4 separate regions of the Mus musculus genome follow, and all the other regions are linked to region 1. Evidence: chromatin contacts called from public Hi-C and promoter capture Hi-C data. All regions are on one chromosome and are shown on one strand. The core of a region is the stretch at or near the end of the contact, and the rest is flanking DNA. Distances in the headings are between cores, read along the strand shown.

Region 1 (4,960 bases), core at 1,596-4,095:
CAAAACATGTTAAAAAACAATCTGATTCAATTTTAATCTTGCTATTTTGGAAGTCTTATTCAGGATAGCCAAATTCAAAATTAGAAGCATCAATTACTCTCAATTAAATTAATCTACAAATTATTTTATCTATAAATTTATCTATAGATTATTTTAATTCTAATAAAAATGTTGGTAGGACTTTCTTTTAATTGACAAATGTATATGGGTATTCTGCCTCTATGTATGTATGTAAGGATACAAAATGCACACCTCGTACCTGCACAGGCTAAAGAGGGTATCACACCCCAGGAACTAGACTTGCAGATGGCCATGAGCCATCATGTGAGTGCTAGTCATGGATCGCAGGCCCCCCGGAAGATCACCCAGAGCTCTTAACCACAGAGCAATCTCTATACCCTCTCTTTTGTTTAGACAGAAGGTTTTACTATGTAGCCCTGGCTAGTTTGGAACTCCCTATATAGATCAGGCTAGCCTCAAACTCAAAAGATTTTCCAGTCTCAGCCTCTAAAATGCCAGGATTAAAGTTATGCACTATCACACCAGGCTCAAAATAACTTCATAATTAATCTTTAAAGAATACCGAAGAGAGGGCCAGCAGGACGGTTCATGGCGTACAGGGTTCTTGCTACCAATCCTGATGACCTGAGTTTTATCCCTGGAACCTAAGGTAGGAGAGTACTGACTCCTCAGTTACCCTCTGACTTCTACATTTACATGACATACATGGGTACCCCAATAAATAAATGAGTGAATAAATTAATTATAAAGGGGCAGATATAGGGATGTAGCTCAGTTGGTAGAGGGCCTGCTGGCATGCACACAGCCCCAACTTTGATCCCAAGCACTGCATGAAACCAGTGTGGTAATGCATGCCTATAATCTCACACTTGGGAGGTGGGATCAGAGGATCAAAAGTTCAAGGTCATCTTCAGCTATCTAGGGAATTTGAGGCTAGCCTGGTATACATAAGACACAGTTTCAAAAAGGAATTTGGGGGAAAAAAGAAAAAGAAACCCTACAAATATTACCAAAACATAGGTCAGTAATTCTCTAATGAACCATAACCAACCAAGAAGAAAAAGACTTTCCTATTTAGCATGCCATAAAAGTCCCAAGATACTTTTATGTCAGAAGACAGAAAAGTACACAGAGGCTAAGAATACAGACGTTAGTCACTGGAATATGGCCAAATGCCAGTGTTTGTGATTAGCATTTCCCAACACAAAGAAATAAAGAAACTGAGGGAGAGGAGACAAAATATTTGACAAAGGTCTTGTATTTTCCATATTAAATTTAAATTAAAAAAGTTCTAAAAAAGGGCTGGAGGTACACCTTATCAGGCAAGTCCAAAGCCCTAGGCTCTACTTGGGCCCACTACAATTAAAAAACAAAAAGAAAGCATTACTATGACCTGGTGTTTGAATGAGAATGGCCCCACAGGCTCATGTGTTCCTTTACTTGGTCCCCTGCCTCTGGAAAGGAGGCCCAGTCCTTCTCCCTTCCTTCCTCTCATTGTGGATAAACTGTGAGCTCTCAGCTACTGCTCCAGGGCATGCCTGCCTGCTGCCACGCTCCCTACCATGAGGATCATGGACTCTTAAGCGCCAATAAATATTTCCTTTTAAGTTGCTTTGGTCATGGTGTTTTGTTATGGCATCAGAAAAGTTAACTAAGAATTAGTAAGAAAAAGCAGTTGAGCTGAGAAGCAGCTGCAAGAAGACCAGGACCTCACCACATGCTACACAATACGACGAGACTACAGAAACCACTGAAGACATAGACATGAATTGAGCAACTCAAAAGAAAATTTAAAAAACTTGGTCATAAAAATTTATCTACCAAGTGATCCAGAAAGAACTTCATACATTAAAAGAACAGTTTACCAAACAGCATTTGTGTGATATCCCCCATTCTTGAGAATGTATGCATCAAAAACTTGAAATGGTATCTCGAAGTGGGGGCCTGTGGTTTTTATGTACACGACAGTACTTTCCTGCCTTCCACTTTGTTCCATTCACTGGTAACATTGTGCGCTTATATCTGTAGCCACATACCTAGTAATGCTGTGTCCTCCCCTGCATCTTCTTTAAGACAGGGGCGGTGTGGCCCAGACTCGCTCGAGGAAGATGATGGAAGGTTGCTTTCACTCCTCTCCTCATCTTGGGATGTCACACTCAGATTCCCAACAGAAACCCTTCCTGGGGCAGCTTCTGGGGTGGGTAGCTCCTGCGTATCCTCAGGGTCCCCCTTGAGAGGCAGACAAAAGACAATGGCTTTCTCAGTGACATGACCAGTACGGGGTCATTTTGCTAGTAAATTCACTTGAGATATCTTTGGCTCTCTACAGGGAACGGGGTGGGAGGCACACCATCTCCTGTATCCAGTCAGAAAGACCTATTAAGTTTGTTTTGTTTTCCTCTAAAGAGTTTCCCTACTTGATGGAAGTTGTATCTCGCCCTTTAAATGATTTAAACAAAGAGGCTACTTCCTGAAACTGTCTTCTTGCGGAGTCTGTACAGCGTCACTGCTGCTCCCGCAGCCCCAGCAGCAGCCCTGGGCCATTTTACAGCATAGCACCAGGGTGTCAGAGACAAAGAGGCTCTAAATAGATGAAGGCTTCATTTATCTGTTTTAAAAATCTGTTCTGTGTCCTTTCTCCACTGTGGTTTGTCTCCAACTCCCCTCCCACCTCCTTCTCTTTGTTGCATTGAAGGAAGATAATGAAAGCATGGCCAGAGACTCCTTTAGTCATACTCCATTAAGCCCCAACACCAGTGGGTGGGTGTCTCAGACATTCTTTCTGGTTAACCTAAGAGCCACAGATGCACGTGGGTAGATGAAACTGCTGGGAAGTGACTAAGGGTTTGTAGGCTGTGAGCGTGGGTTCACAGGCACTCAGACATCTCTGCTCTGTCCTAGGAGCATTTTAAAACCACTCCCTCTTCCCTCACCAGTAACTAGACATCCTAGACACATCAAGCAAAATTCCTGTTGAAATGTTACAATACCAACTCCTGTTTAGCCTCATCCCAATCTGTTTCTCAACAAAGCTGCCAAACCTAGCTCTCCACCAAGCTCCACCCGAGTTCACATCCCCGTGCACACACCATCCACCTACTACGCACTGAGGTGACAGTCCCTCAGCAGTCCCACTAAAATACAGTCCTCCATTTCTCCATGTCTAGCAGGCAGCATAAACACTTTCTTTTCTGACCCAGATGGCATCTACCAAGTTCCCTTGCTGTGCTGTATCTCCGGATATGCACTGGCCCCGGTTGGCCTGAAAGTGAAATCCCCAAGAATCCTTGCTCTAGCAAAGGGACTATACCGTAATTATCTCTATACTATACCGTAATTATCTCCGAGCCAAGTTCAATTTAACATCTTAGACAGCATTTGTCTGATCAGTTTTTGCTCAATGAATGTAGTGGATATGGTTGCAAACCAAAGGACTGCGTTGAAGTCTTAAGAGTCACTGAGAACTCTACTGGTAATAGGGAAATGGGCCCTCCTCTAGAAACTGAGACACTAAAAGCAAGACACACCCCTAGTGCTGAAGTTATAATAGCTTCCTATCCTTCACAAAGTACGCCACATACGCACGCATTCTCTGTATTCTAGTAAGAAAAGAATTCAACCTCATATAAAATGAAGACTCATCTCTTATATATGAAATAAGTGGGCCTATACTCTCTGAACAAAATGTATGAGAATGCGAGTCTCTGCTTAGCTAAGAACAGAAATTGGTCTCACATAAATGTCAAGAGTGGAAAAGCTGGTTTAGAATCACTCAAAAAAGACAACTGAGCATAAGCTTACAGTGCATTTAAGGAAGGGAATTAGATTCTGTCAAGGAAACAATTCATCAAGCTCTGTGTTTTCTCATTTAAAATTCTGAACCATGAAGACTCAACCTCTTGTTGAACTGCAGCTTGTACATAGAGGGCATGAACCAGGCCCATGAGGGAGGTATGCTATCTCAGGCTAAAGGGACAGATAATGAAAAGCTGTCAATAAAGGAAGTTTAGGAGTTCTATAAGGAAGACACATTTCAGGACAAAGCAGGATGAGGCTGTAGTACAGCCGTCCTTGGATGAAACAGTTTCTCCCTGAAGGGCCACACCAAGCTAAAGGGCGACTGTCACACCTGCATCCCATGAAGCCAGCCCTGTTCCAGGCATAGCTCCTAGAGACACCATTATAGATGCATACATGGCTATAACAGTTTTAAGTTGTATACAATGTTCATCCAGTTTATGTGATAGGGAGATTGAGTCCAGGACTTTGGCGCAAGGCCTTCAAGCACCCTGAGCTGTATTCTCAGTCCTTCAAATATTGTTAGCTAAAATAAGTTATAATTTTATCAATAGTATTTTGAGGCATAATAGAGTACATGCAAGTCTAAAAAAAAAAAAAAAACTGTGGAGCCCATAAAAAGTGAGAGCAGATAATCAGAATCTATTGGGTATAGTATGTGTAAAATGTGTCTCTGAAGCCAGAAGATATAGGTGGCACCTCTATTTACTTCATACATTCTATGATTCAATTTACATAAAACCAAACATGCAAGCATCTGCACTCATGCACAAACCCATGCATGCATAAGCACACACACACACAGAGGATGCTACCATATGCAGAGCTATACTTCGGAATTACAGATTGGGGAAGATGTTCATAGGCTATATAGTATTCTGTCATAAACTCAGTTCACGGATTTATGTGGACTATTCTACATATTCATTTTAAATACTGAAAACTTCTTTAAGTAACAGTAAGGATATCAGAAGGAATATTTCATCTGTTCACCTTGCCTCTGGGTCAGTAATAAAAGTGAGATACTCAGGAAGAACTGGGGTAGAGATTGAATATAAACAAAAACGTAACAAACCCAATATCCCAGGGCTTTGATGACATCAAGTTTACACATTGGACACGTTCGGTGATCCAAAAGCCA
Region 2 (5,193 bases), core at 535-3,034, 190 kb after region 1:
AATGAGCAGCAGGTGTTATGCTACCTCGCTGGAAACAATAAGCAACGGGTGAAAGTCTATGGCTACACACTGCGTGAATTACTAATCTTTTCCTGGAAGTAGAATTGTTGGGTTAAGTAGCGTGTGTGTTTAAATTATTATTTTTAATTTTTGTTTTCTTTATGTATACGTGTCTGTGTGAGTGTGCTTGCTTATGAGCACAGGAGCCCATCAAGGTTAGAAGAGGGCTCAGATCCCCTGGGGCTGGAGTTATAGGAGGTTTCGAGCCATTTTAACCCTGGTGCTGGGAACAGAACTCAGGACTCTGTAAGATCAGCCCATGTTTAAAGTTTAATGATATGTCAGATTGAGCTAATAAAAGGCTATTATAACTTTTCCTGCCATACACCATTCAGATGCTTGCCTGCTTCCGAATGCCCTACCCAACCCCATTCTACTGGACGTTAGTGATCAGCAAACCCTGCCCCTGGTACTATTCACATGTGCCTCGATTTCCCTTCTGCTTCTCAGATACTGTCTGGCCTTGTAGCCTCACCCTGCCTTCAAGCTGTTGGGTCCTCTCTAGCGCAGGATTATAGGTGTGCACTGTTCTGCCTGGTTCTGTTGTTTGGCATTTGTATGCTCTTTTATTAATTGACTAAATCTGTTAACTCACTTCCTATCAGTGATTGATCTTGTAGTGATTGGAAAAGGACTTTCCTATGTAAAGACTGTAATTTGTATAGTAACTGTTTCAGTTAGAAACTATTTCCTCCTAGTTTTTCTTTTGATTGATGGACTGATTAATTTGGTTTTGATGAGTTCTTGCCATGTATGAGTCAAATGCATATATATATATATATACATACATATATGTATATAACATATACATATATAATAAAATGCTGTTGCATATATGCATATATGTGTGTATGTTGCACACATGCATATATGTATATGTATACATACATATATGTGTATATACATGTATGTTGCATATATGTATATATGTATGCATATATGTATGTGTATACATATATATGTGTATATGTTTATGTATATACATATGTGTATATGTGTATATATATGTGTATATGTATATATATATATATATATATATATCTATGTGTGTTTATCACTTGGCATCATGCTAAAATAAGTATATATTTTAAAGTAATTTCTTATAGGGATACAGGCATCTCCTTTATAATATTCTGGAAGTTGAGTAATGGTGAAACAACAAATTTAAATACAAAACCAAAAATCGATTACATGGCAACAACTAGTGTCAAGTTAAGAAAAAAGATGTCTGAGAGAAAAACAGAAGACTGAAAAATTTCCGAGGATGTACATATAGAAAAATGTAAAGAAACGGGAGATGATGAGAGCAGCAGTTGGTTCATTCTGGACCTTCCTGCCAATATAATTGATCTTGAAAAGCTGAAGTCTCTGGAAAAAGAAAGGCTTGGGAAAGTGGGCTAATTTTGTTTAAAAATGCATGAAGCCCTTTGATAATAACGGCCTGTTTGGGGGAGATGCCAGGAATTGAGATTTAGCCACAAGAACAAAGCTTAAGGTCTTATGTCATGAAACAAAGTAAAAATGTTCAAAGGAGAATTCCAGCAACTTCCCAGCTGTTTTCCAGGAGCCCCTTCACAACCACAGGCGGCAGCTGTGGTGACCAAGAGTTATCTGGGTCGCCTCAGCGTGGGATGATAACAAGGGCTCAAAGAAGCCTGAGCTCAGAGCCAAGAAAAACTCGAGTGACAAACACGAACCATAAAAGGAAAGGTTAAGCTAGCGGATAAACGTGTGGGGTGTGAGTTTGTGGTCTTGAAATTCAGAAAGACCAAAGAGGTAAACTCTCTTGTCACTATTGCCTTTGCATTTTCTAAGAGCCACTGGAAAATTCTAGAGGCTTCTCAAACAACAGGTGTTCAGATGCAGCTTCCAGCCTGAAATCCTGCTGATTCCAGTTTCATTCACCATGATGTCAGGGCAGAAAAGCTGGAGTTAGCCTGGACATCGGTCCTGCTTTGTTTCCTGTGTTTTAGACAAACAACAGACATGGCGTTTCTCTTCCAGGCTTTCTCCACTTCTGGTGAATGCCATTTGGTCCTTTGACTATGATACTTTCCCTCCCTCCCTCCCTCCCTCCCTCCCTCCCTCCCTCCCTCCCTCCCTCCCTCTCTTCCCCCTCCCTCTCTCCCTGCCCCCCTCCCTCCCTCCCTCCCTCCCTCCCTTTCTCCCTCCCTCCCTCCCTCCCTGTCTTCTCCTTGTCTTTGTCCCTCCCTCCCTTCCTCCCTTAAAAAAAAAAAAGATGTTATTTGATTTTTAATTGTCTGTGCGTGTAAGTGCAGTTTCCCTCGTAAATCAGCAGCAGATTGCTGGAGCTGACGTCACAGGTGGCTGGGGACCACCCAACATGGATGCTGGTATCACACATAGACCCTCTGTGAGAGCAACACAGCAGCCTCGCCAAACCCTCTCATCTTCCGTCTAAAAACAAAAACAAACACACTTTTATTTTATTACATTTTTCTTCATTTAGTGTGCATGTGTGTGCTCCCGCAGGCACAGCCAACCGCACACCTGAAGGTCACAGTGCAACTTGAGGGAGTTGGTTCTCTTCCACCATGTAGGTCCTGAGGATCAAACTCAGTTCATGAGGCTTGGCCCCAACAACTCTCACAGAATGAACCATTTCTCTGACTCCGACCATAATTTTCAAAGGAATGTTTTTCTGTGTTTGGGTTTATGATGGCTGCTTGGTATTTATTGATCTGGGTAAACTCTTTAAAAAAAATTTTTTTTTTTTACTTTTATTTGATTGGTTGGTTGGTTTTTGAGACAAGGTTTCTCTGTGTAGTTCAGGCTGTCCTTTCACTCTATTAAACCAGGCTGGCCATGAACTCACAGAGATCCACCTGCCTCTGTCTCTTGAGTGCTGGGATCAAAGGCATGTGCCACCACTGCCCAGCCTTGTTTATTTTATTTTATTTTTTTAATATTTATTTATTTAATGTAAGTACACTGTAGCTGTCTTCAGATACTCCAGAAGAGGGCATCAGATTTCATTACGGATGGTTGTGAGCCACCATGTGGTTGCTGGGATTTGAACTCGGGACCTTTGGAAGAGCAGTCGGCGCTCTTAACCACTGAGCCATCTCACCAGCCCTTGTTTATTTTTAATACAAACATTTTTATTCGATATATTTTGACCATGCTTTCACCTCCCCCAACTCCTCCAGGTTCTCTCTACCTTTCCACTCACCAAACAATGTTCCCTTTTAAAAAGAACACACACAAAAACAATACTAAAACCAGACAAACAAAAGCAAAAACAAAAGAAAACCAAAACAAAAAACAAGAAACACACACACAAAACATCAAAATCAAAAACTAGAATGCTTAAGCAAGAGACCAACAACACAAATGATGCCCAAACAAAGCAATATGAGACGAAAACACCATTGAGTTTGTTTTGCATTGGCCAACTACTCCTGGGTATGGGGTTTACCTGGAATGTGCTTGCTATAGCCCAGTGAAGCTCCATTGTGACAACGTTCACTCTACCAGGGCTATTAATTGTAGATCGCTTCTTGGTTAGGGGTGGGAGCCAGTGTCCTCTTCCCCTCTCAGCGCTGGGACCCTGTTCAGTTAGAACCTCTGCAGAGCCTGCAGTCTCTGTGAGTTTATGTGTACATCCATCCCATTATGTCTGAAGGACAGTTTCCTTGGAGTTATCCATCTCTTCTGGTTCTCACAGTCCTCGCACTTCCTCAGCTGAAGAGATCCCTGAGCCCCGAGGGGAGGGTTTGATGGAGACATTCCATCTAGGACTGTATGTTCCATGTCTCTCAGTCTCTGCACACTGTTGGGTTATGGGTCTATTAATTACCATCCGCTGCAGGAGCTCCTCTGAGGATGGCTGAGCCCTGGGCTCACCGATAATGAATGACCTCCTGTTGCACCTGCTTTCCTGACAGTAACATTGTTGCATTCTTTGTGGCTGAAGAAACACTGTTGCACATAACATCACAACTAGTACTTGTGAGAAAACGCCAAGAAAACCAGACAGGAGTCTTGTCACCTCATTTTCTTCAAAACACGGAATTGTTCCTTGAATGTGTTTCACACCCCTCCCAGGTGTATTGGAGAGAAGTGATCTACTTCAGATTATTTATTACAGCTGGTTAGTGTTATCTCTTTACATCTAAGGGAAAACCTGGTCTTGCCTCGTGCAGTTTGTCCTTGAGAATGGACTGCTTAACCCTCAGAGTATAAGTTGCTTGAATAAAGGTGGCAATTGCATGAGACTTGAGTCTGCCTCATTTTTTGGTCCTGTTCTTTCAGGGCCATGCTGCCAACTAGAGAAGCAAACATAAATGTACCTCTGATCTCCCTTGATATTTATAGCTCTTAATAGCTCTCTTAGGTCAACAAAATGAGATAAAGACCAAGGTTGTTCTTGTCCATTTAGACCCATAAAGAAGGGAGGGGACTGACACTTGGCTGTTTAATGCCAACAGTCTCCATTCATCCATTAGGTGGATGATATCTGCTATTTTGCTTGTGGGAAAGAGGGGAGAGCAGAGCTCACTTCCGGAATCTGGATGTTTACTGCCTCACAGAGGGAGAAAACACTGTCTGGTTAACTCAGCTGGCACCTTCTGCAAAGGTGACACCTTTGCAGAGGGGAGTCAAAACTAACATCTTTCAACTTATTGGGACTCCAAAAGATGGCTTTTGATTTTGTGGCCTTTGTTTCACTGGGAGAGTAAATGGCAGTTGTGAAGGCAAAGGGGAAAGGTTTGGGAGTCCTCCCTTGTGGCGCCTCCTCTGCTTGGCCTACTGAGAGGGAGGCTGTATACAGCTTGGAGCCAGCCTCTGCTGGCTCTCCCTAGAGGGACAGCTGCAGAAAAGCAATCAAAGACTGACAAAGCTGCAATGTCCCCCCTCCCCCAACTGCAGACTGAGAGACACCATTTCCTGTCCATTGTGGCTGGGCCCCGGATGCTGCTTGATTAAACCTTGGGTTTCTGACATGTGCAAGAAGGGAAAGGGTCGTGGAAAACATAAAGGAGCTGGAATGTTCTCTTGCTTAGGGCTACTGATCTTTCCTAAACCAATCCTCTGTGCTTCTCAAATGTTTGCTATATTACAATGCAGGATCTTTCTGTATCATTTTCCCTTAAGTACTGACTGTTATCC
Region 3 (4,683 bases), core at 1,607-4,106, 140 kb before region 1:
TTCTGGGTGTGGCGACCATTGCAATCATGAACTCACGACAGCTGTGGGGCCTGCACTCGATCTGGGCAAAGCTGTTCTGTCAATGGTTAGTTATGGATGGGGAAGGGGCTCATAGGACCCTATTTCTCCGTGCTGAATCACGGTCTGCCCAAAGATTCTGGGAGAGAGAGAGTCCCTGTCTACAGTTGAGTCCCCTTGGTGACTCCAGCAAGCTCCAGTGAATACCCAAACACATGGTCACACAGCCAATCAGCAAACTCCAATAACTAAACACATGGTCACACAGCCAATCAGCAAACTCCAATAACTAAACACATGGTCACACAGCCAATCAGCAAACTCCAATAACTAAACACATGGTCACACAGCCAATCAGCAAACTCCAATAACTAAACACATGGTCACACAGCCAATCAGCAAACTCCAATAACTAAACACATGGTCACACAGCCAATCCCCATTAAACTCTGAGACACAAAACGGCATGAAGACCTGCTGTGGGGCGGGGACTTGTGAGAAGTCGGTGGGTTGGCAGAGGGAGAGGTGAGGGAGAGTCATCAGAACACGTTTTATACGTGTATGAAAAGGTCAAACAACAAACTTAACCACTAAAAAAATCGATGAAATATTTTTATAGTGAAGAATCTAAGCATGAAATTTAATGAAAAAAAATTCTATAATGGAAAAAATGCAGGGCCAGAGAGATGGCTCAGCAGTTAAGATCACTGGCTGTTCTTCCAGAGGTCCTGAGTTCAATTCCCAGCGACCATATGGTGGCTCACAACCATCTGTAATGGAGTCTGATGCCCTCTTCTGGTGTGTCTGACAGTGTACTCATATAAATAAAATAAATCTTAAAAAAAAAAACAAACCTATTCCTAGTAAAGAGTCAAAACCAGGCCAAGTGATCCACACACACCCACGAGGTGTCTAGACTCAGAAGTAAAATCAGGTCCAGAAAGCAGGGCACAGAGTTGTCTAAGTTCCCTTACAGGCTGAGCATCACCAATTCAAAGACCCTGAATCTGAAGCTCTAGGGGCTGGGGGGACACACACCATCTCACAAGTAAGAAATTCCACACCTTGAAACTTACTTCACAGACAAAATTATTTAAAAGACTGCACACAATTACTCTTGAGTTATGTCTGCATGGTATATGCGAGACAAATTCTGTGTTCTGATATGGGTTCCATCCCTGCAGTATTTCATAATGTATATGCAAACATTCCAAAATAAACAAACAAAAAAAATCCAGGTATTTCATCCTCAGCCTTCTTAATGCTGGAACCCTTTAACACAGCTCCTCGTGCTGTGGTGACCCCCAACCTTAAAATTACTTTATTAATACTTCATAACTATAGTCTTGCTACTTTTTTAAAAATTTATTTTAATAAATGTGAGTACACTGTAGCTGTCTTCAAACACACCACAAGAGGGCATCAGATCCCATTACAGATGGTTGTGAGCCACCATGTGGTTGCTGGGAATTGAACTCAGGACCTTTGGAAAAGCAGTCAGTGCTCCTAACCACTGAGCCATCGCTGCAGCCCAATCTTGCTACTGTTATGCATCATTATATAAACACATAATTTGGGACTCCAAGTGGGTCCCGACCCACAGGTTGAGAACCACTGTATTAGCTGCTTTCCTCATGGCCAAAAAGCCAGGGAAGCCGCCACTTAGCCAAGTTGTTTGGGACAGCATCACTGACCTCTCCCACCACTGTGACTCCAGTAAGACAGAGAAAGAGCCCCTGCTGGGCAGCACACAGCACAGGGGTCACATGGACTCCCATGGCACGCCTTCCATATCACTAAGGGGTTACCTAATAGTTAGGAGGATTATCTTTCTGTGAGCCTTGTATCTCAGAGCCTCCTCTTCTATTTTTTTTTTTTAATTGTATTTATTTATTTTATGTGTGAGTACACTGTCGCTGTCTTCAAACACACCAGAAGAGGGCATCGGATCCCATTACAGATGGTTGTGAGCCACCTTGTGGTTGCTGGGAATTGAACTCAGGGTCTTTAAAAGAGCAGTCAGTGTTCTTAACCACTGCACCAGCCAGCCTCCTCTTCTATTAAAAAAGAGAATTAACTTGGGTATCTTTAAAGCACCCCCTCCAGGTGGTCTCTGTTGATGTCAGGACCTACACTGCAAGTCAGGCAACCTTTGATTTTAAGATTCAAATTTTAATTTGCTTCAGTTTGCTTCCTTATATAGTCCAGGCTGGTCTCAAATTTATGTGATTAAGTGATCTTCCTGCCTCAGTATCTTGAGTAGCTAGGACTACAGGCATGTACCAACTCACTCAGCTCTAAGAGATTTTTAATCTTAACCCCTATCAGCAATGTATACATCACAGAAGGAAGAAGATGTTCTTCGATGAAAGTTATTTATTCATAGGCAAAATTACTTAAAAAAAAAAACACATTAATAGCTCAATTGCGAGTACCTCCGGGACAAGGAAGAAACATTAATTGACCACCCTCTCCCCACTTCTAAAGGTGAAGCCCACATGGAAAATTCCAGCTAGTGTTGTTCCAAGGAAATGCCGAAGCTACCGAAAACAAGTGTAACAATCCTGACCCAGAAAGCTCACACTTTCCCCGCTGCTGGGCCACCTCCCAGATGTTCCTTGAAGCACCCTGCAAGTCCTCTGCTCAGAGAAAACAAGCTGGCATGTCTTCTGCCACCTTGGTACGAAGTTCAGGAAGACACTAATCTGGTCCACCCGGGAACATTTCCTCCCTTAATAAAATCCACTCCACAAAGACAAAGCAAACAGTGAGGCAGAATACAAGGGAGCAAAACACCAACCGCAGTCAAGGGCACGGATAAGAAACCGTACATGCGTCAGAAGGAACACTCTGAGAGTACACTCTGTCAGAGCCTGCAGCTAAGCTGCCCTCGAGCACCCCAGCGCCTGGTGTGACCCTGGCAAGCGGCCAGCTTCCGGTGCTCTGCATCTTCCCCCCTCCAGGGTAGGGTGTGCTGCCCCTATGTGCTGCTGAGAGATTCGCAAGGGGGGCAGTAGAGGGGCTCAGTGGAGAGAATTAGCTCCTGGGGGCCCGAGCTTTTAAAAACAGGCAACCTGTTTTGATTAGCAAATGGTTCCCCTTTCCTGTCATGAAAACATGTCTGTTTTCATTTTCTAAATCTAAACCTTTAATTAAGAGTTCTTCAAACTACAATAGTCCCTCTACATGCACCAGAGGGCTGGGCCTGTATATGTGCTTGATCCAGGACCTCCCAAAGACAAGAGCGTCTGAGACGGCTCAGGTTCTTCTTTAAGGTGGCACGGCCTTTGCAGGTAACTTACACACTCCTCCTGAATTCCTGAAGTTATCTCCAGATTCCTTACAGTGTCCGGAACAAAGTTAATGATACAGAATTCCCATAGCATATTCTTCATGGAATACCAAGAAGTCTTACATGGCCAGTACAGATGCAAGGGAGATATGCATAATATAACATGTTACATTTATACATATTATCCATTTTGGTTGAATCTGCAAGCATCAGGCTCAGTCCACACACCCTCTCCCACCAGGTCCATGGAAAGCTTGCTCCTGGCTCTCACTGCTCTGTCTTCATTTAATTCAACCCCATGGGGACAGACCTCGAAAGCAAGGAGGGAGACTCTGAACTTAAGCAGCTATGAACTCCTCAGGCCAGTGCAAGTGCAAACGCATGCCTGGGAAGACATGAGCATTGTTGAGCGTTCTTCTGTGCAAGGCTCCGATGCCTGAGAGGGGTGCTCTGCCACCTTTCACTACGACCCGAGGATGTCTTCTTCCAGGAACTGGGTAAGACACCCCCAAGGCCTCAGCTGACAATAATGGAAGGCGTCAACTTATTGCATAAGCCATCTGATTCTTGGAATGATTCTAAGCAGATAACTCAGAGCCAGGCAGCTCTTTCCTATTCTCTTTTGTGCTTCCTGAGATCAAATGTGGACAACAAACAATCCGGCCAGTGTTCCAGGCCATGCTGGGGACTAAGAAGGGCACGGCAGCAATTCTGAGATAGCACTGAGGACCACTGACGATGACCAGGACATGTCATGAGGGAACAGCAACAGGAGGCACAGAGGGCAGCATGGGCCTGCACGTCTCGGGTGCAGGGCAAGACTGAGAGCACCAGACATGGCAATGACAAGGAAGCCTCGTCCTTATAGGGCCCAATAACTCACCACAGCATAGGAATCCATTCAGCAGGATCCAGACAGCCTAACCCAGAGGTTCTCAACCTGTGGGTGGTGACCCCTTTGGAAGTCACATATCAGATACTCTGCATATCAGATACCTACACATGATTCATAATGGTAGCAGAATTAGTTATGAAGTATCAAGGAAATTTTATGGCTAGAAGTCTCAACACGAGGAGCTGTATTCAAGGGTCTACAGCATTAGGAAGGTTGAGAACCACTGGTCTAACCTGTTCTCCACCTGACTAGGGATTAGCTCCTGGGATTCTACCTTCCTCAAAATTGTCCTCATCTATGCAGTGCCAATGGTTAGATGTCTAACTCCAAAAAGAAAGCCACCAGAAACTGTATTACCACGCAGCCCGAAAAAGGAAATTCTGACACATGCCCAGGCGGGAATGCCGCGGAAGCTCACCTGTATAGGCAGAGCCCAGGTGGGAATGCAGTTCAGTGGTGCGATGCTGTCTTCACACCA
Region 4 (4,716 bases), core at 1,794-4,293, 160 kb before region 1:
CCACAAATCCAGAATTTATTTAGTCCAGACTAGATGTCCCTCCTAGATCAGACAAATGTGCCAAAAGCAGATTTCTCCCTCTCTCTTCTCTCAGCAACCCTCTGGAACGCTTTACAGTAGAGCTGCATCTGGGCTGACAGGCCAACTCTCACCCCATCTGCTTACTCAGGCCACACAGGATGCAGCTGTGTATCAGCTGCGGCCACAAGCTCAAACTGAGTGACAGGCTGAGTGACGGCTAGGCCAGCCTTCCTCACCTCTGCACTCAAGATCTCTAGCCATATCCAAAATAGGACATCTGACTGGTCATGCCTTGTTCCATCCAGTTCAGAAAGGCCAAAGTGGGTCTTATGCTGCCGGCTTACCTCAACAGGGCATGGCTATGTGTCTGGAAAATGCAAGGATTAGCAACTCAGAAACAGGGCTCCAAGGGCAGATGGTGCTTTTTCTCGGTGTTCCTGTCCACATGGAAGAGTTCCCTCTCAAATGTGTATTCACCCAGAACATAACCAGAATTGCCAAGGCCAGAGCTTGGGCACCTGTGGACCAAAAAGCTAAGTCCAACGTCCCACCCTGACATGCCAATTACAGAAACAAGCAGTGGTGGTTTGAACACTGTGGTGGTTTGTATATGCTTGGCCCAGGGAGTGGCACTATTATGAGGGGTGGCCTTGTTGGAGTAGGCATGTCACTGTTGGTGTGAGCTTTAAGACCTTCATCCTAGCTGCCTGAAAGTCAGTCTTCTGCTAGCAGCCTTCAGATGAAGATGTAGAACTCTCAGCTCCTCCTGCACTATGCCTGCCTGGATGCTGCCATGTTCCTGCCTTAATAACAATAGACTGAACCTCTGAACCTGTAAGCCAGCCCCAATTAAATATCCTTGTAAGAGTTGTCTTGGTCATGGTGTCTGCTAATAGCAATGACACCCTAACTAAGACAAATAGGAACAACCCTCGAGAAGCAGTCAAGCCAGTTCACTTTTGCTGCCTCTGTGTAGCCACGCTTCTCCACTACGATGATAATGGACTGCACCTCTGAACTGTAAGCCAGCCCCAATTAAATGTCGTCCTTTATAAGAGTTGCAGTGGTCATGGTGTCTGTTCACAGCAATGAAACCCTGACTAAGACACAAGGGATGAGGAAAAGCAGATTATTCAACAGTCCACACTGCAAAGGAGAACAGATAAAGAGGTCCAGTGACCTCCCAAGTCCATGAGCTCCCGCTTAGAGGGAGGCCTGGGACAGGTAGGAGTGGCCTCGTTGACCTTGCAGCTGGAAGGAACGAGGCTGTTGCCAGCCAGATGAAGCTTTTTTTTTTTTTTCCGAGACAGGGTTTCTCTGTATAGCCCTGGCTGTCCTGGAACTCACTTTGTAGACCAGGCTGGCCTCAAACTCAGAAATCCACCTGCCTCTGCCTCCCGAGTGCTGGAGATTTCTATCTACTCCAAGGCGCAGGTGTAACTACCCTCCCTGTGGGCGGGGCCCTCTGTCGTGTGAGAGAGAGGCTGTTCCCGGACTCAACCATAAGAGCCACCACCACACTGGCTCTCAAGAGAGCAGAGCCTGGCCATGCTGCCCAGGAGAATCCCCTGAGAGCAGCCCAGGGGGCGTCTGTGGAGGTGGGAAGGTGAGGGGTGGTGGGTCTTCCCTTGAAAGATGCCTCTTTTGTGACAGCTAACATTATGTTTTAAGTTTAAATCACTGTGTTTAAGAGATCTATAAAACAAATATGTTGCTAACCCAGTGGTTTTCAACCTGTGGGTTGTGACCACCCCACCCCCATGGGGGCTGTTGAATGACACTTTCACAGTGTCACAGCTAAGGCCATTGGGAAGACACAGATACTCACATTACGATTCCTAACAGTAGTAAAATTATAGTTATGAAGTAGCAGTGAAAATGATGTTATGGTTGCGGGGGGCGGAGGGTGCCACAACATGAAGGGTAGCAGCATTCGGAAGGCTGAGAACCTCTGCTCTAACTGGGACTTCACTTGCTCAAGGACAGAGAACTCCCTGGAATGTTGGGGGCTGTTCATGTGAGATAAGCCACACGTTTTCATGGCCATAAGTACACAAGCATGGTTGCACCGGTTGTACAGGATGAGTGTTCAATCACACATAGGTGTGTAAGCACGTCGGGGTGTATGCTTGCCCCTGATTGGACACAAGAGGGAAGTACTTAGCTTTGTGGGTTTGCCTTTGTAAGCTCCTACACTAATGTGAACTGGGCACACACACTAGGGATCCTCAGAACAGACCTGGCCAGTTATTTAATAAAGCTTGCTTCATATCTGGCTCAGAGTGTGTGGTCCCAGTCTTATTCTTGCCTGGTGGGGCTGATGCATCTTCCCCTGCAGCCCTCCTGCTCCCCACTTGCTCTGATCTGACCATGGGAAGTGGGCCACGGGAGGGGACCAGAAAAGTGGACTGGCTCTGTAGGATGAGGCCAAAGAGGTCTGTAGAGACAGAAGGGCAGAGACAGGGGCTGCACTGAGGACCCAGAACCCAGCAGCTACTGGGAGAAGAGTAATTCTGATTCCCAACCTAAACCCATCCCAGTAATCCACCTGCCCAGGAGACCGCAGACCAGAAGAGGCTCATTGCCTCTCCAAGCTGCCCTGCCCTCCCCCTATACAAACTGGTTGGCTATCTGACCACACCCTCACTTTAGGATAAACACTTTCTGTTTGGGAATCTCAGGATCCACTTATTCCATTACCCCTACTGCCCAGGCGGCAGCATCCTCCCTCCCCCCCCCCCCCCTCACCAGGGCCCGCCACCAGAGCTCTGCTAAAGATAAAGGGGTCCAGGTCCTCTCTGCACTGGGCAGCCTGGGCCATCCCCTCCCAACTCCCACATACCCAGCGGAAGGACCATAGGCCTGAGGTGACTAACAGAACAGGTAAACAGTTATTCAAGGAACCTAGGCCTTTGACCCTAAGGGTCACCACTGGAAAGCAGTCATCTGGGAAGGGAAGTGAGAAGAGATCAAGGAGAGAGCTGGGGTGTGTGGGGAGGTATTCCCGCTCTGAGCTGGGTAGGCTGTTTTCCCAAACTTTAAAATCTGCCTGAGGCAGGGTGCCAAGGGGCCTGAGTCATTACCTGTTTACACCCACAGGCCTGGTCTCCATGACAAAAGCTCGATGGGAGCCAGCTGAGGGGCAGCAACTAGACCTTTCACTTCAGAGAAAGTCCCTAACCAGGTGGGCATGCTGCTGGAGACAGGAACCTGTACGGGTCCTAGGTCCAGCCCTGGGAACAGATGGGTCCAGCCCTGATCACAGATGGTCTAGCCTTGGACACTCACTTGTTGGCCATCCCCACATTCCTGTCCTCCCTTTTCTTCCTTCTACTGGTGCCCAGGTAGAACTCAGGGTTGGCCGAGGAGGAGGACTTGGAGACAATTCCCGAGTCCTGGACGTGAATGTCCACTGCCAACCCTGACACTTCTAAAACAGATCTCTCCATCTTAACACAGTACAGGGTCACAGCCAGAGAATGCGCTGCCCCCTGTTTCCCCACCCTATCTCTTCATAGTAACCCCTACAGGCATGCTCAGAGGCTCATCTCCTAGGAGACTCTCTGTCCAGTTGACAACACTAAAGCACATCAGGAAGGCTGGCCAGCCCCTGTGCAGCTGCAAACTGCAAGCTGCACGCTTGTGCAATGTGGCTCGGGCTTGTAGCTGAGTAGACAGACAGACAAGAGCAAAACTTTCCCTGGTAGCTTGTGAGGACTACTTATTTAAAGACCTGCATGCCCACATCATTTTGGTTTCAGGGCTCTGTCAGCATGGCTCTTTCTTTTTAAAGGATTTATTTATTTTATACATAGGAGTACACTGTAACTTCAGACACCCCAGAAGAGAGCATCAGATCCCAGTACAGATGGTTGTGAGCCACCATGTGGTTGCTGGGAATTGAACTCAGGACCTTCGGAAGATCAGTCAGTGCTCTTAACCGCTGAGCCATCTCACCAGCCTCAGTCAGTGCTCTTAACTGCTAAGCTATCTCTCCAGCCCATCTGTAGAGTTTTGAAGGAACTTAAGACAGACTGAGTGTTTCTGTGTAAAATGACTGGGACAAAGTATTTGCAAATTTTTGTGTTTTTTTTAAAAGGGGATATTTGCATAGACATATGGGTTGAACATCCCCAAGCTGATGTTCCACCCTCCGCTCTAACACTGGATTTCAGGGCAGTCACATTCTTCCCCCAGGTCTGTGTATTCAGCCTTTGTCATGAGATAAAGCTGATCGCCAAGGAAGCTCTGGCACCTCATCGCTTCTGTCTTCAACTGAACAGAAGATGAACGGGAATATTAAAAAGGAGAACTAAAACAAACAAACAACAAAACCCCAAGAGGCAGAGGCCTGGCACAGCTGGTGGATGGAGGCTTACCTAGGGTAAGCACCAGCAGGTGAGAGGACAAACTCTGAGAGGGAAGGGGGAAGCTTCAGTCCTAAGGAGCTTGTTTTGAAAGTGTGATGACCTGAGATGGATCCTCACAATCCACATAAGCAGCTGGGCATAGTGACATGCCCTTGTCAACCACAACTAGGTCCCTGAGGCTCCCTGCTGGGCATAGTGACAAGCCCTTGTCACCCACTGCTACGTCCCTGAGGCCCCCTGGCAAGCCAGCCTAGCCCTCTTGCTGAGCTCCAGAGCAGCGAGAGCCTGTCTCAGACACAAAGCTGTTCCCGAAGAATGGCACACC

What was found. Hi-C and Micro-C count contacts between places; a contact is called where the count stands out from the background. Capture Hi-C pulls out chosen DNA fragments and counts their contacts.
Region 2: a contact with region 1 is called in a Hi-C map of myocytes, with 1.9 times the contacts expected there. The contact joins two enhancer-like sites. A contact is called at or near these places in 1 of 39 promoter capture datasets (3T3-L1-derived adipocytes) and 3 of 484 Hi-C or Micro-C datasets (cortical neurons and myocytes).
Region 3: a promoter capture Hi-C map of adipose tissue shows a contact between it and region 1. The contact joins two enhancer-like sites. A contact is called at or near these places in 1 of 115 datasets of contacts at active chromatin or transcription factors (embryonic stem cells) and 2 of 9 other capture datasets (adipose tissue and pancreatic islet).
Region 4: a promoter capture Hi-C map of adipose tissue shows a contact between it and region 1. The contact joins two enhancer-like sites. A contact is called at or near these places in 1 of 115 datasets of contacts at active chromatin or transcription factors (embryonic stem cells) and 3 of 9 other capture datasets (adipose tissue, liver and pancreatic islet).

The regions. Positions count from the first base shown.
Region 1 is chr1:39,553,421-39,558,380 of GRCm38.p6, forward strand. It overlaps Rnf149 (ring finger protein 149), which reads right to left. Exons shown (of 7, transcript NM_001033135.3): 5 at 4,895-4,960; 6 at 2,058-2,250. Among named protein-coding and RNA genes, the nearest start is that of Snord89, 7.1 kb to the left of the region's middle. Within about 2 kb of position 2,846, at least 101 of the 459 cell types and tissues checked have an H3K27ac peak or open chromatin away from gene starts, as enhancers often do. A contact at or near this core is called in adipose tissue and myocytes, where this site is marked.
Region 2 is chr1:39,744,952-39,750,144 of GRCm38.p6, forward strand. No RefSeq gene overlaps it. Among named protein-coding and RNA genes, the nearest start is that of Rfx8, 27 kb to the left of the region's middle. Within about 2 kb of position 1,785, at least 30 of the 459 cell types and tissues checked have an H3K27ac peak or open chromatin away from gene starts, as enhancers often do. A contact at or near this core is called in myocytes, where this site is marked.
Region 3 is chr1:39,415,130-39,419,812 of GRCm38.p6, forward strand. The region is part of intron 2 of Tbc1d8 (TBC1 domain family, member 8); the gene reads right to left. Among named protein-coding and RNA genes, the nearest start is that of Rpl31, 50 kb to the left of the region's middle. Within about 2 kb of position 2,857, at least 80 of the 459 cell types and tissues checked have an H3K27ac peak or open chromatin away from gene starts, as enhancers often do. A contact at or near this core is called in adipose tissue, where this site is marked.
Region 4 is chr1:39,396,363-39,401,078 of GRCm38.p6, forward strand. The region is part of intron 5 of Tbc1d8 (TBC1 domain family, member 8); the gene reads right to left. Among named protein-coding and RNA genes, the nearest start is that of Rpl31, 31 kb to the left of the region's middle. Within about 2 kb of position 3,044, at least 33 of the 459 cell types and tissues checked have an H3K27ac peak or open chromatin away from gene starts, as enhancers often do. A contact at or near this core is called in adipose tissue, where this site is marked.